Regions from separate parts of the Mus musculus genome. Here region 2 is linked to region 1. A link is a contact called in public HiChIP or PLAC-seq data. All regions are on one chromosome and are shown on one strand. The core of a region is the stretch at or near the end of the contact, and the rest is flanking DNA. Distances in the headings are between cores, read along the strand shown. Region 1 overlaps Shb (src homology 2 domain-containing transforming protein B). Region 2 overlaps Tmod1 (tropomodulin 1).

Region 1 (6,213 bases), core at 2,554-5,053:
TCTCAGGTCTCGGGAGCTCACCAGGAAAGAGCTGTGTAAGATGAAGTTTGCTGAGCACAACTGCCCCGTCTTCCCTCCACTGCTCTGTTTTGTGACTCTGCATGCTCAACCTGGAAAAACTGGCAGGGACCCTTTTCTGAGTTTTCAAATTCCCAAAATGCTTAGAAGGGGGAAAGACTGAGCGTAGACCCAGAAGGTGGCCAGCATTCTGGAGGAACCTGACGGTAGAACATACTTTGCAGCTCTGGAGGCCACTGTAGCTGCAGTGAGGAAGATGGGGAGCAGAGACTCACTCTACCGCAGGAGCATGGATTGTAGGCAGTTCTGGGCACCCCAGCATGCCAGTGCGTATAGGCAGGGAGGCTGCTGGTCCCACTCTGTGGAACAGAGATGCTTTATAGCCTGTAGGATGCCACTCAGCTCTGAGCTGCTGACTACAGGCCCTTTCCAGCCAAGCCCCCAGCACGCTTTCTCCAAGCTTCCCCGCCGTGTGTCTGTCTGTCTGTCTGTCTGTCTGTCTCCCTCTTGTCCCTGTCTCAGTTAAGCCACAGGAGGAGTTCATGGGTTGCTCTGTAGCTGTGCAGACAATATTCTGAGAGAATGAGGTGACCCTAGCTCCCAGGGCCTGGGAGTCTTCCTGTCCCTCAGGAGTCTGCAGCACACATCTTATTAAAGATTAGAACTCGGGGAGTTAGACGGGATCCCACCAGTTGTTTAGTGAGCCCTCGGTGCTCCTTACAGACTGTGTTTGGAGGTAGTGAGGTTGGTGGGACGGCTTGCAGGATGAGCAGGTCCTGCACAGAAGCTGGCCATGACGCTTAGGCCAAGGATGGGGATGAGGAAGCACTCGGGCTGGATGGCAGACACCTGTGGCTGTCACACCTCTGGAGGGATTGTACCTGCCTGGAGACTTTGTCTGCCCTGCTGGTAAGTGAGCCCAGCAGCCCTATGAAGCTTTAGTGAGCTCGCAGAGCCTCCCATCCGGGAAGCATGGTCTCATTGCTAGCATCAAGTATGCACCTTCTGTGTGCACAGTCTTACGTATTCTCATGGCCACCTTCTGCATGGCTCATTTCCTTCTTTTAGGGATGGAGACAGAGGGACCCCTGCCTGGTCAGTAGCAAAGCCAAATCTCACTGCAGAGCCTGTGCTTGAGCCTCCACAGTGCCACATAAATTATGTTTGGGGACCTGCACATGCTGTAGCCCCAGCCTCACATGCCAGGATAAGGGACTAGGGGGGCTCCAGGCTAGGTTTCTGTCTTTTAATACAATGAGGACCTTGCATGCTGTTTGGTCTCACTCTGCTTGTCCTGGAGAAGCAAAGGGGAAGAGAACCACAGAAGCCCTTGTGACAGAGCCAGCTGGGCTGTCTGTGGATGTGGGAGATGTGTGCCCTTTCACTTCCCAGATAGAGAAATATCTGCAGTTGGGTCTAAGAAATAATCAAAGCACCTACCTGATAGTGTAGAATGTGGCAGCGGTGGCTGGGTGGTGGGCACGCCTAGGAAGAGAGCCTGCTGGGCCTCTAGAGAGATGGTTATTTCATTTGTGACTCACTGTCTCAGGATTGTCTCCCTTCAAGGTACTTTACGGTGCCCTGGGCTCTGACAGAGGCGGAGATGGCAAACAGACACATGACTCAGATGGGCTTATTATACTCAGCACTTACTTAGGGCCCTTGTCTGTACCCCATACCAGCTCCTTGACAAGTTGGTCTGCCTTTGAAAGTTCAGGCCAGTGTATCTTATCTGTTGCTTGCCAGCTCATCAGCTTAGACCTCAGGCAGGTTGCTCACCTCCCCGAGCCTCAGTTTTCCCATCCGAAAAGTGGTGATTTTTCTTAAGTCTTGTAGCGTGGGCTTCTTGAAAAGTCCAGTGAAAACCAATGGATTTTCATGCAGAGATCTCTGGATGAAAAGACAGTGTGGGCCCTAAAGGGCTGTGCCTGTGAGGTTTATTACTGGAGTTCTGGAAGGGCTTGCCAAATTAAATAAAGTTTAATTTAATATAAAAAACAGCACTGCATGAAGAGGCGCTTCGGAGCCCTGGAGGCCTCGTTTACAAAGCTCGTTCCTGATGATGCCTGGCAGTGGGAAACAGGGACAGAAGGTCTGGAAAGCAGCTCTGCTGTCCCTGTCCCCGTCCCCTCTGTTACCCAGCCTTCACTCCTGCGCATGCCACCTGAGGCTCAGGCCAGCAGTCTGAGTGAAAGCGGCCTCTGCCTCTCCCTGTGTTAGAAGCGATCTGTTTGGTCTTCCTAACTTGAGCTGCAAATAAGCCACCGAAGAAGGTGTTACCATACCAGGCAGCCACCTGAGTCCTGACTGTGTGTGTGTCAAGGTGTGAGAAGTCACAGCTCTCTAGAGGACTCCACGTGGAGAACCTCCAGTTACTCACTCATGACATCCTGTGCATCAGGTGAGGGGATGAGGGAGCCAGGGAGGGTGTCACAGCTCATCTCGGGTGACACCAGTGTTAGCCCTTCCAGAAAACCTCCCCTAACACAACGGTCCCCTCTCGGCCTCCTGGATTGGGCTGAGCCTCCTGTCATATTCTGTGGGTAGTCTGTTCCAGAACAGCCAGGTGCACCGTTGTCATGGTAATCTCATGGGGTGCTGGTGCTGTGCCCCGTGGGTAGCCCCTCTGGAGTTTTGACTCCTCTACATTATCAAGGGCCTTTGAAAGGACAAAGGGAAAGTGATGTCTTGTGTGTGTGTGGCTGCTTCCTAACAGGTGAGAGTCATCCGAGGCAGCTCAGTTGGCTGAGTTATTTAAAAGAACCCCAGTATGGTAAGAGGGGAAGAAGGAATGGACAGGAAGCCAGCTTTTATTGAGCAGTGGTTACGAACCTGGTTTGAATTAACCCTGTCAAGCCCTGCCGTGTGGGTGTTGTTTCACTGTGGTAACATAAATGAACGTACTGAAACTCAGACAGTCAGCAGCTCACCTGCAGTCCCATAGCAGTGAACTTGGGCCCATCTGAATGAACAGTATCTTCACCACCCACCACCGTTGCATTGGCCTCATTTGAACCTGGTACAGGGTAGCTTGGGAGATCCCTGAGGTGGAAGCAATTGCTCCATTTGCTCTTTGGCCTTAGCATTGGTCTGGTCATTGCCCCCACAGCTGCAGATACCTTGAAGTTAGTACCCTGGTGCTGTGTGCTCTGGGCATGGCTCACACTTCCTGCTCCTTGTGCCTCCTTGGGGACCCAGAGTCTGCAGAGGGTCCCACAGGGAGTCTCAAACCTGGCCACAGCGCTCTCCACACTCCAGCCCTGTGCTGCCTCACAACAGGCTCTCTAGAGTTCCAGAATGCCTCCTGTCTCCTTCATGGCCTCCCAGAATGCCTTGGGCCTGTGAGGAAATTAACAATTGTGTTTGTAGGGGAAGCTCTTTGCTGTGTAATGAGTAACAGCCGTAATTAATGTTTAACATGCAGGTCTACCAAAGGAAGTGTGGGGGCAGGGTTAGAGCTGTAGGGACCTCTCTCTCCTTTGGCTAGATATTATTGAGGGACAGGTTTCTCTGGTTGGTTTTTCTGTCTGACATATTAATGAGTTCATTTATTAGTCTTAAGAAACCGAAAGCACCAGCTCCATTACGTGCTGTTAGAAGGGTCTCTGCAAACGTCTTCTTTTCCTGTGTGGAATTCAGTGAGTGGCTTTGCCCTTCGGCTCGGCAGGTCAGAGATCTCCATGGGGATGGAGACTGTAAGCCGCATGAGGTCAAAGCTCCGCCTGCCCTGTGCACAGATGGGGCCTTACCCAGCTTCAAGCCTGGTGCCCAGTGAGTGCTGGGAAGTTTGTAGTTACTGAGTCAGGCCTGGCCACACAAGTCCCACCCACGCTCTCTTCCAGGCTAGGCTCTGCCAGTGGCCGTGTGGCAGCAGGTACTTGGTGCTCACATCTGTCCTCTTGTGTGTTGGACATCTGTCTCCTGGCCACATGAGGCCAAAGGAGTCCTCAGTGGGAGGTTACTTTCGTGTGGCCAGTGGCCAGACCTCCTCCCTTCCTGCCTATGTCTGAATTCCCTCTAAGAAACTGAAAGTGTGTCCTTCCTGTCTGTGGAGGAAGCCACTGCCCTGAGCCTTGTGAGAGCTGTGTTTGTGGCCAGCACTGGCTTGTCTCTCCCTTCCTCATTGTCTGCAGTGGGCAGTGCATGGACACACACAGTGGGCGGGCGCTTCCTCCAGTGCAGAGCCTGCTCTTAGGACCAGCAGATGGAGGAGTAATCACTTTCTCCAGGCTCTGGGAGGCTCGTGGGTGTCTGCAGGTGAAAAGGTTACAGATCACAGAGGGCCTCAGCCTTGAGCGATTCCCAGTAACAGGTGACAGGTGAGCCCCTGGAAGGAATCAGGTGCTGGGGCCATGGGTCTGGATTCAAAGCTGCCGTTTGCTGACAGTGACATATTGTCTGTGTCTTCTCACCTGCAGGTTGAGGGTGGCACTAGGCACTAAATGGTAGGTGGTGGCTGTTGTTACTGCTGTGGGCTCTGATATCTGTTGCCCTGTAAGGAGATGTGTGCCGACCTTGACTACGCCTGAGGAGACCCTGGTTCTAGCGCCATAGTTCTCAGCTAGGGAATAAGCTGTGGTGGAAAAGATGGCCACTCTCAGGTGTGGAACCCTCGGTGCTCCATAGGTCTTCTGCGGTCAGCACTCAGCTCTGCTGTCCGTGTTTTCTCTGGGGACACAGTCACAGATGAAAGGACAGAGGTGAGCACTGCCATCCTGTATTCACCGTCCCAGGCTAGGCAGAGCCATGTAATTGGTGTTCTGGAACCATTGAGGCTCAAGGCCTGCCTCTGAGCCTTTCAGAGTCACCAGCCCCCACTCTTCTTGTCTTCACACATCCTGTGAGGCAGCAGAAGTACCCCAGAGGCCTCTTCTTGATCCTGCAATTGCAAACCTGTGTGAGGCTATTTCCTAAGAGTCTTGCAAAAGAAGGGCTGAGGGGCGCACTGGAGAGTAGAGGGTCCTTTGCTCTGTGGGGCTCCGTCTTGGCATCTGTGGGGTGTGGGTTCTCAGAGTCAGTGGCTTAGTGTATATGCAGGTTTGGAACACTGCAGCTGAGGGTGTGCCACCGCAGAAGGGAAGTTTTAGTCACGCACACGTGCTAACTACCTTGGGGTAGGTAGTCCACCCCACCTCCAAAACCAGTGTACAGTCTCCCCTCCTCAACATGCTGACACCCACCTGGCTCTCGGTGGCATCTGGCATTGTATGCAGAGCCCTGCATGAAAGGTGCCTGCACAGGTTGGCATCCGGCATTGTATTCAGAGCCCTGCATGAAAGGTGCCTGCACAGGTTGGCTCACCTTCTGTCTCTCTCAGAGTAGTAGGACATCAGTGAACAAGCCACAGACAGACCCATAACTGTCGCAGCCCCTCCTGTGCATCCCATACTGTTTCCTGAGAAGGCTGGTCCTAACTCCTGGTTTATCACTGAGGGGCTGAAGGGATCTGTGGCAGCTTAGAGTCCCCTGTCCCTGCACACTGCCTCCTCCTCACCTCATTGCCTCTGCTAGTGGCTGCTCGATCCTGTGCCGGACAACAAATAAGCAGAGGCTGCAGGCTGGCCAGAAAGAAGAAGCAGGATTGCCAGGGCAGTGCCCACTCCGCCTGGGAAACCTAGGTTTGAGGAGGCTCAAGGCTACTCATGGCAGCCTGCAACATTAGCTGAGCCAAGTTCTACAGCCATACAGACCTGGTTTGTAAAAACATGGATATAGCAGCACTAATCTCACAGATGAGAGGAAAATGTGCTCCCCAGATCTTCTGTAGTGTCCACCCACCTGTGGGAAGTACAAACTGTAAGAATGAATAAAACCACTTCCAAGAGGATTCTAAAGTAACTTGATTGGGACCGGCAAAATGGTTTGATTCGTAAGGGTGTTCACTGCCACCAAGCCTGAAGACCTGACCTGAGCCCCTAGAAGCCCAGCACAGAGCTGGCAGAGAAAGCCTCTGAGCTCGGCGAAGTTTAAAAATATTCTGGTGTCACGATGAGTAACAACGCAGTAGGATGGCATCCAGGTGTCCCCGACTGTCACCTTGGGCTGCAGAGCTGCTGTTCCTCCCTGGCCAGGCTTCTGTCTGGGGGCCGCTCCTTGGAGCCAGATAGATGCCCAGCCAAAAGGGACTGTGCTGAGACCATCTGGTTGTGTGGAAATTGCTGCCTTCTTTCCAGCACAGGCAGATGCTGGGATGGT
Region 2 (6,213 bases), core at 1,364-3,863, 640 kb before region 1:
ATAAGTATGCAGGTATGAAGGGCCTGCCACCAGCTGTCGGCCTGGCATGGAGTCCGTGCCCCCAAACCTTCCGTGGCATGGAGCTAAGTGCCAGCACTCCGAGCCTGGTTTCTGAACCATGAACAAGTAGTACATGGGGTTTTGCCAGCTATGTCACTACAGACAGACGCAGGATCCACTGAGGACAGAGAGAGGACATAGGTCTAGACACTCCCACTCTGGCAGTCTGTGGGCTGCCTTTGTCCCCCACTGTGAGCCCACTCAGTTATTTCAAAACGACTAAATGAAACAGTCTTACTTCTTTTAAAATGGTGAAGAGATCTGATTGTTACTCCATTCCCTATCCCCCTGGGAAAGTTAATTCCTGCCTCTCCCCCTGCTCCCAGAGGGAGAACAGCCACACTGTGCTGTGCCATTCTGCTGTCTTCAAGGCCAGACAGATGGGTATGGTCATGAATGTGGGACAGGAGGCTGGCTACAGTCAGATTCCCAGAGTCTAATTCAGGATTATGCATAGATTGTTAAGAAATTTTTACTGGGCATTTCAAAAATGAATGGTTATTTTATAATAAGTACAATTTACTTTGTAACATGGTTTCTTCATTTGTTTGTCGAGAGCCTCATGTAACCCAGGCTGGCCCCAAGCTTCTGATCCTCCTGTCTCCACCTCCCAAATGCGATCACAGACATGCACATCACCATACCTGGCTGACTGGCAGTTATTTTTAGAGACACTGGTAAAGGTAAAACTGGTCCCTTGGATTCATTAATGAGGCCAGTGTTTGAGAGATGGGGAAACTGAGTCCCTGAGAAGGGTCCGAGCTTTGCCTGAATGAGAATGTTGGGTGGAGGAGGACCAGCTGTGGAGGTCAGAGTGACTTTGCTCGATGCCAGGTCTGCTTTTCTCTTTTTGTGTATGACTTTGGACAAGGCCAGTTGCCTAACCTCCCCGGTAGACCCACCTTACCGGGAGCAGGTAGTTGCAAGGATTAGCTCTGGAGTGAACACAGGGCATTGTGTGTGGGCTGTCTCATCTGTCTGTACCCCCTCCTGGCTCCTAGTGAGTCTCCTCCCTCTCCACACAGAACTCCTCTCATCAGTGGGACCAGGCCCGAGTCCCCAGTGACTGACTACACAGCAGAGCAGAGAGGTCAGGACATACAAACGCCACAGGGTCATTGCTGCGGGTCCCCACGATGCTGAACTTCTTCACATAGGAGTTCTCTTTCAGGGCTTCTGCATATGCCTTGAGGGTGGGTATGGGAATATTCTGCAGAGAGAAAGTCAGAAAAGTGAACAGCAGCCTTGCATGGGCTGGGGTGGGGGTGGGGTAGTGACTGCCGGAGAGAGGGGACAGTAGCTCTGTCCCAAATGCTGGCTGGCTCCCTGCTGGGTCCTTGTGAGTCTCTGAATGGGCCATGAGGATGAGGCTCAGAGGATCCTCCAGTACATGGATTGATAAAAGCGCCCCTGAAATGTTCAGACAAAACCCACTCTCTTCCATACAAGGGGAGGCTGGAGAAGAGGCAGCACTCAAGGCCCGGGGCTGGGAGGGATGGTGTATAAATGTTGTGGACTGGGAGAGGGGCGGGGCTGGACCCTGGCTTCCACTTAGTGACTAGCAGAATCTGACATGCAGTGTGACACTGGGGGGACCCTCTTCCCTTCCTTGGGTCTGTTCTGAAAGACAGAATGGAAAGATACACTGACTTCTCTCTGAGACATCTGTCCCAGAGGGTCTCAGCACTGGCTACATGTCTGTGGGTCCCAGGGGCAGTTTATCCTGCGTATGTGCGGGCCAGCCCCAGACCATCACACACAGAACCTCAGAGGCCTGGGCTCTGGTGTATGCTTTTTACTCTCTTGGGTGAAAACCTTATCTATGTCCAACTGTCTCTTGGCACAGAAGGGAAACTGAGGCCTCAGGAGTTCAAGCCCTTGGCCGAGGCCTCTCATTGGGCTTTCACTACTTGTGCCTGCCTGTCTTGAGGCAGTATTAACAGTCCAGGACATACAAGGATTGTGTCAGCATCTCTCACAATGCAGACAATGGAAGCACAGAGAGAAAGAGATGGAGACAGAGAAGCCATGGCTATACTTCCCAGAGCTCTCATTTCAAAGTGTCACCTAAGCCCCCGTGGGAGAAGAACAAGGAGCCAGGTGGAGGAGAAAACTGGGGTGCAGGTTTCCAATCTGATTGTGTTTGGAACTGGCAGCCACTAAGGAAAGCTGAGAAGAAAGGAGGGGGCTGGCTTCTTGTCTTACCCCTCTCATGGCTAATGCCAGGGCCTCAAGCAGAGCAGAGGGGCAGGGAAGAGCAGGCAGCTATACTTGCTTCCACATTCCTCCTGCACCCTGCCCTGGTGGCCACAGAGGAAAGCAGCCACAGAGCTACAGCACACAGCTTGGGTCTTTCTTGGGGGCACCTGCGCCAACATCTCCCTTCCCTGACTGTAAAATAAGTTTGAATATAAGCAAGATCCAGAGGGAACTGTGATGTCTCATGGGGTAGCGGGGTTTGTGATCCCCGAGTCTTTGTAGTACAGGGCTTTGCCAGCCTTGAAGTCCCGTGCTGCAGTGTGGTTCTGACTCATAATTTTATCACAGAGAATCTCTGTGTTTTTTGAACAATGTGGCAGGTGTCCAGATCAAGGCTGGCTTGGCCTGTGGTAGACTTCTGAGCCTGGCATTGTCCTCAGAAAGAAACCAGGACTGAGAGATTTGCCTGTTGACACTAGTCATCCATGAAATGCTCTCCTGATCTAGAAATACCCAGATCTAAATATGCATTTGGACTTGATGATCTATATTGCCTGGACTGCTGGCATCAGTATGCCTAGACAACCCTCCCTCCCCCAAATGAAAACCCTTACCCCCAATACCCATGAAGTAAAATAGCAGGACTTTACCCGGATGTTGTTAAGATTAACCTCTTCTAGTTCTGGGTCATTGTTCTTTATTCGCTCCAGCGTTTCCTCTACGTCTGTTGAATTTGGTTCTTCATCAGGCACAGGCTTGTATTGTGTGGGTTTGATCACACCTTCGGTAAGGAATTAAAAGGAGCTGGCTCACAGAAACATAGGAGTCACTTTCTCCCAACAAAAGGACTCCCTGGGGAGAAGCATTGGTTGAACTCAGGGTATAAGGGAGACAGCGCATTACAGGGGGTACCAGGGGGTACCAAGGGCTGCAATGTGTTGGAAGAAGTCAGGGAGAAATCCAAGAGGTTGGGTTATCCCAGGATGCTGCAGTTCTTACAAGACCTGGAGAGTCTGACTCTCAAGCATTTGTCTGTCCAGGGGGGATGGTATTACCACCAGCTCATTATCTCCAGTGGTCTCCCAGGGGGGTAAGCTGAGGGCCGGGCTGGGAAGAAATGTAGTTCCCTTCCAAGAGGAAGGATCCGTATTCCTTTGTCACCCTCATTTTCCTCTGGTTCCAAACTGTCATCTTAGAACAATGCAGTTGAATAATTGAAACACTATGACATCGGCCCAGGAAAGGCCAGAGGGTCTCAGGGGGACAGAGGAGAGAGAAACTGAAGAGAAAGACAGAGTTCTCAAGAACACACTTTTCAAAGAATATTGTTTGGGGGTGGGGAATAGATAGCTATCAAAAATTTTAACTAAGTGTTTGTCTCACAAGCATGAAGACCTAAGTTCCACTCTTGGAAGCCATGTTTAAAAAGGAAAAGGAATCTTGGTGCAGCAGCCTGTGCCTGTAGTTACAGTACTGGGGAGGTGGGGACAGGGAGATCCCAGGAGCTCACTGGGCAGCCAGTCTAGCCAAGTCAGTGAGTTCTAGGCTGACTGAGAGACGGTCTCAAGAAATAAGGTGGAGAGCAACCAAGGCAGACACTGGCCTTTGGCTTCCACAAGTACACACACACACACACACACACACACACACACTCTAAATGACGTCGAATCTCATCCCGTTGCACAGAAAATATCAATTTTGGGAGGAATAAGACACCTAATATAAGAAGTGAATCTCTAAAACCTTTAGAAGAAAACGTGGCATTGAGATGAAGAAGGCTTTGATAACAAGACAAATACCCAGCAGACTTAAAGGACAAGATGAAGAGATTTTCCTAGGTAAGATGTGCAGTAAGCCAGAGTATCAGAGGCACCGCACTGAGATGCAGGAGGAGGCGCCTCTTTTCCAAGGTGCCCTCTGTTAGCCAGTCTCGGGGCCCTGCAAGGGGAGGGGATGGCAGCCAAGTGGGGCTGTGGATACTCACTGTTGAGCCCCTCCTTGTTCACGATGGAGCTGCTGCCCAAGGCTTGGTAGTACTGCTGGTTGCTCATGAGTGTGTGCATGCCCAGGATAGCTGTGGGGACAAAGGGAGGTCTATGACTCTGCTCCTGCGGTCAGAAATATCTCCCGGGGACCCATCTTCCACATGCTGGGAGCTTTGCTCACAGAAATGGTAAGAAACATGTACACAAAAATGTAAAACTGTGGGTTATCATCATTCTAGCTTTCGTTCATGTGATTCTCAGACACCCAACCTCCCTAGACCTCTCTTTGGTTGTGGCCACAGATTTCCAGATCTCCTTGAGGTCCAATGGGTACACCCACCCAACACAACCCAACAGAATGAGTCTTTTCCAAGGAGGGCATTTCTGTCTTCTACCCTGTCCCTCAGACCCTTTTGACCTCCTGAGGTCTCTCAGGTTGTCCCATCTCCCTTGTCAGTACCTCTGCCCTGGTTGAAAATCTGTTCTTTTCTCACTGCCGTCACCTTACAATGGTCCCATTATAATCTTTCAGTCTTGTGATGTTATCGAAAGTGTTACACGTCAGTAGGAGCTGCATTGTGACTTACATCTTTATCTTTTCTAGGCTGGAGGCATCTGATAAGATACCCAAGATTCTAGATCAGGTCAGTGAACCTGAGCTCAGTCAATCTACCATCACCAGGAGAAAAAAAAACCAACATGGCGGCACCCTCAGTCAGGAGTGCTGTTGTGTTCAGCCAGGCAGTAAGTGCATCTTGATTTATGAGATTTCCAACTTAGGGTGGAACCCATCAGGCCATTGCCCCATTGTTCCTGGAGAGACATCTGCATTAACAGAGCCGTGTTACCATGACTTTAGTTTCTTCCTGCTGTCTACTTCCCAACACTCAGCATAGAACAGCCAGAAAGATCTTTCTGGAGATGCCAACACAGCTTCATGACTACACGCTAATTCTTTCGCTCATTCATTTCTTTGGCATTTGCTGAGCACATTCACTGTGTGCCAGCTCAGAGGAACTGAACTATGAAAGGCAGGAGGTCTGCCCATGTAGTTTACGACCTAGTGGGCGCAAGCAGAGCTGAGCAAGGGCCAATCCAAGCAGAGCTGAGCAAGGGCCAATCGTTAAAGCCCTAATAAGCTCAGGAGGGGGTCAAGTGTCTGAAAGAACATCCTGGAAAAGCACAGCAGGGGGCTTGGGAAGGGAAGGATGATCGATCGATCGATCGTTGGCCAAGTCAAAGGAAGGCAGGAAGAAGGTTGCAGGCGGTGCAGATGGTGGGTGGTGAAGCACAGACGCACACCAGTGGAGTTGGAGGTTGGGAGAGACGGGGAGAGGAACAGGTTGGGTTGGACAGGTGGTGGGACAACAAGGATGACCCCCCCCTCCCAGTAGGACATACGCTGGGCCAGAAAAGACCTTTGGGTCCATGATAATTCCTTAGCATAAATATGCCCTGTTCAATATTTGAGATAAATGATTCCAAACTTGTGGGCCTTTTTCCAGGTCTTGAAATTGAGCCTGGGAGCTTATACCATGCTTGGCAAGGGCTCTAATGCTGAGATATATTCCCAACCCTCTTTTTACATTTTATTTTCAGATAAGATCTCACTCTATTGCCCAGGCTGCCTTTATGTAGCCAAGGCTGCCTTTGAACTTTGATGTTCCTGGCTCAGCCTCCTAAAGAGCTGACATTACAAAGCCTGTTTATTTAAAACTCAAACTCAACTGGATAATCTATATTTTGTTTAACCATCCTATCTCTACAACGTCAAGATTTGATGCAACTCTTTCTCCTCTAGGGAGCCTTCTTAGATTCCTCCCCCTTTCTCTCAGTACCCAGTATTCTTTTTGTTTGTTTGTTTGTTTTTGTTGTTGTTTTTTTCAAGACAGGGTTTCTCTGGATTGCCCTGGCTGTCCTGGAACTCACTCTGTAGACCAGGCTGGCCTCGAATTTAGAAATCCGCCTG

The links. HiChIP or PLAC-seq counts read pairs in DNA pulled down with a chosen protein or histone mark.
Region 2: a FOXA1 HiChIP or PLAC-seq map of pancreatic cancer cells shows a contact between it and region 1. The contact joins two enhancer-like sites. A contact is called at or near these places in 2 of 115 datasets of contacts at active chromatin or transcription factors (cardiomyocytes and pancreatic cancer cells).

What each region holds. Positions count from the first base shown.
Region 1 is chr4:45,450,586-45,456,798 of GRCm38.p6, reverse strand. The region is part of intron 3 of Shb (src homology 2 domain-containing transforming protein B); the gene reads left to right. Among named protein-coding and RNA genes, the nearest start is that of Gm46852, 44 kb to the right of the region's middle. Within about 2 kb of position 3,803, at least 140 of the 459 cell types and tissues checked have an H3K27ac peak or open chromatin away from gene starts, as enhancers often do. A contact at or near this core is called in pancreatic cancer cells, where this site is marked.
Region 2 is chr4:46,088,966-46,095,178 of GRCm38.p6, reverse strand. Tmod1 (tropomodulin 1) reads right to left here. Exons shown (of 10, transcript NM_021883.2): 5 at 4,244-4,333; 6 at 2,910-3,040; 7 at 1,163-1,270. Among named protein-coding and RNA genes, the nearest start is that of Gm52729, 15 kb to the right of the region's middle. Within about 2 kb of position 2,613, at least 34 of the 459 cell types and tissues checked have an H3K27ac peak or open chromatin away from gene starts, as enhancers often do. A contact at or near this core is called in pancreatic cancer cells, where this site is marked.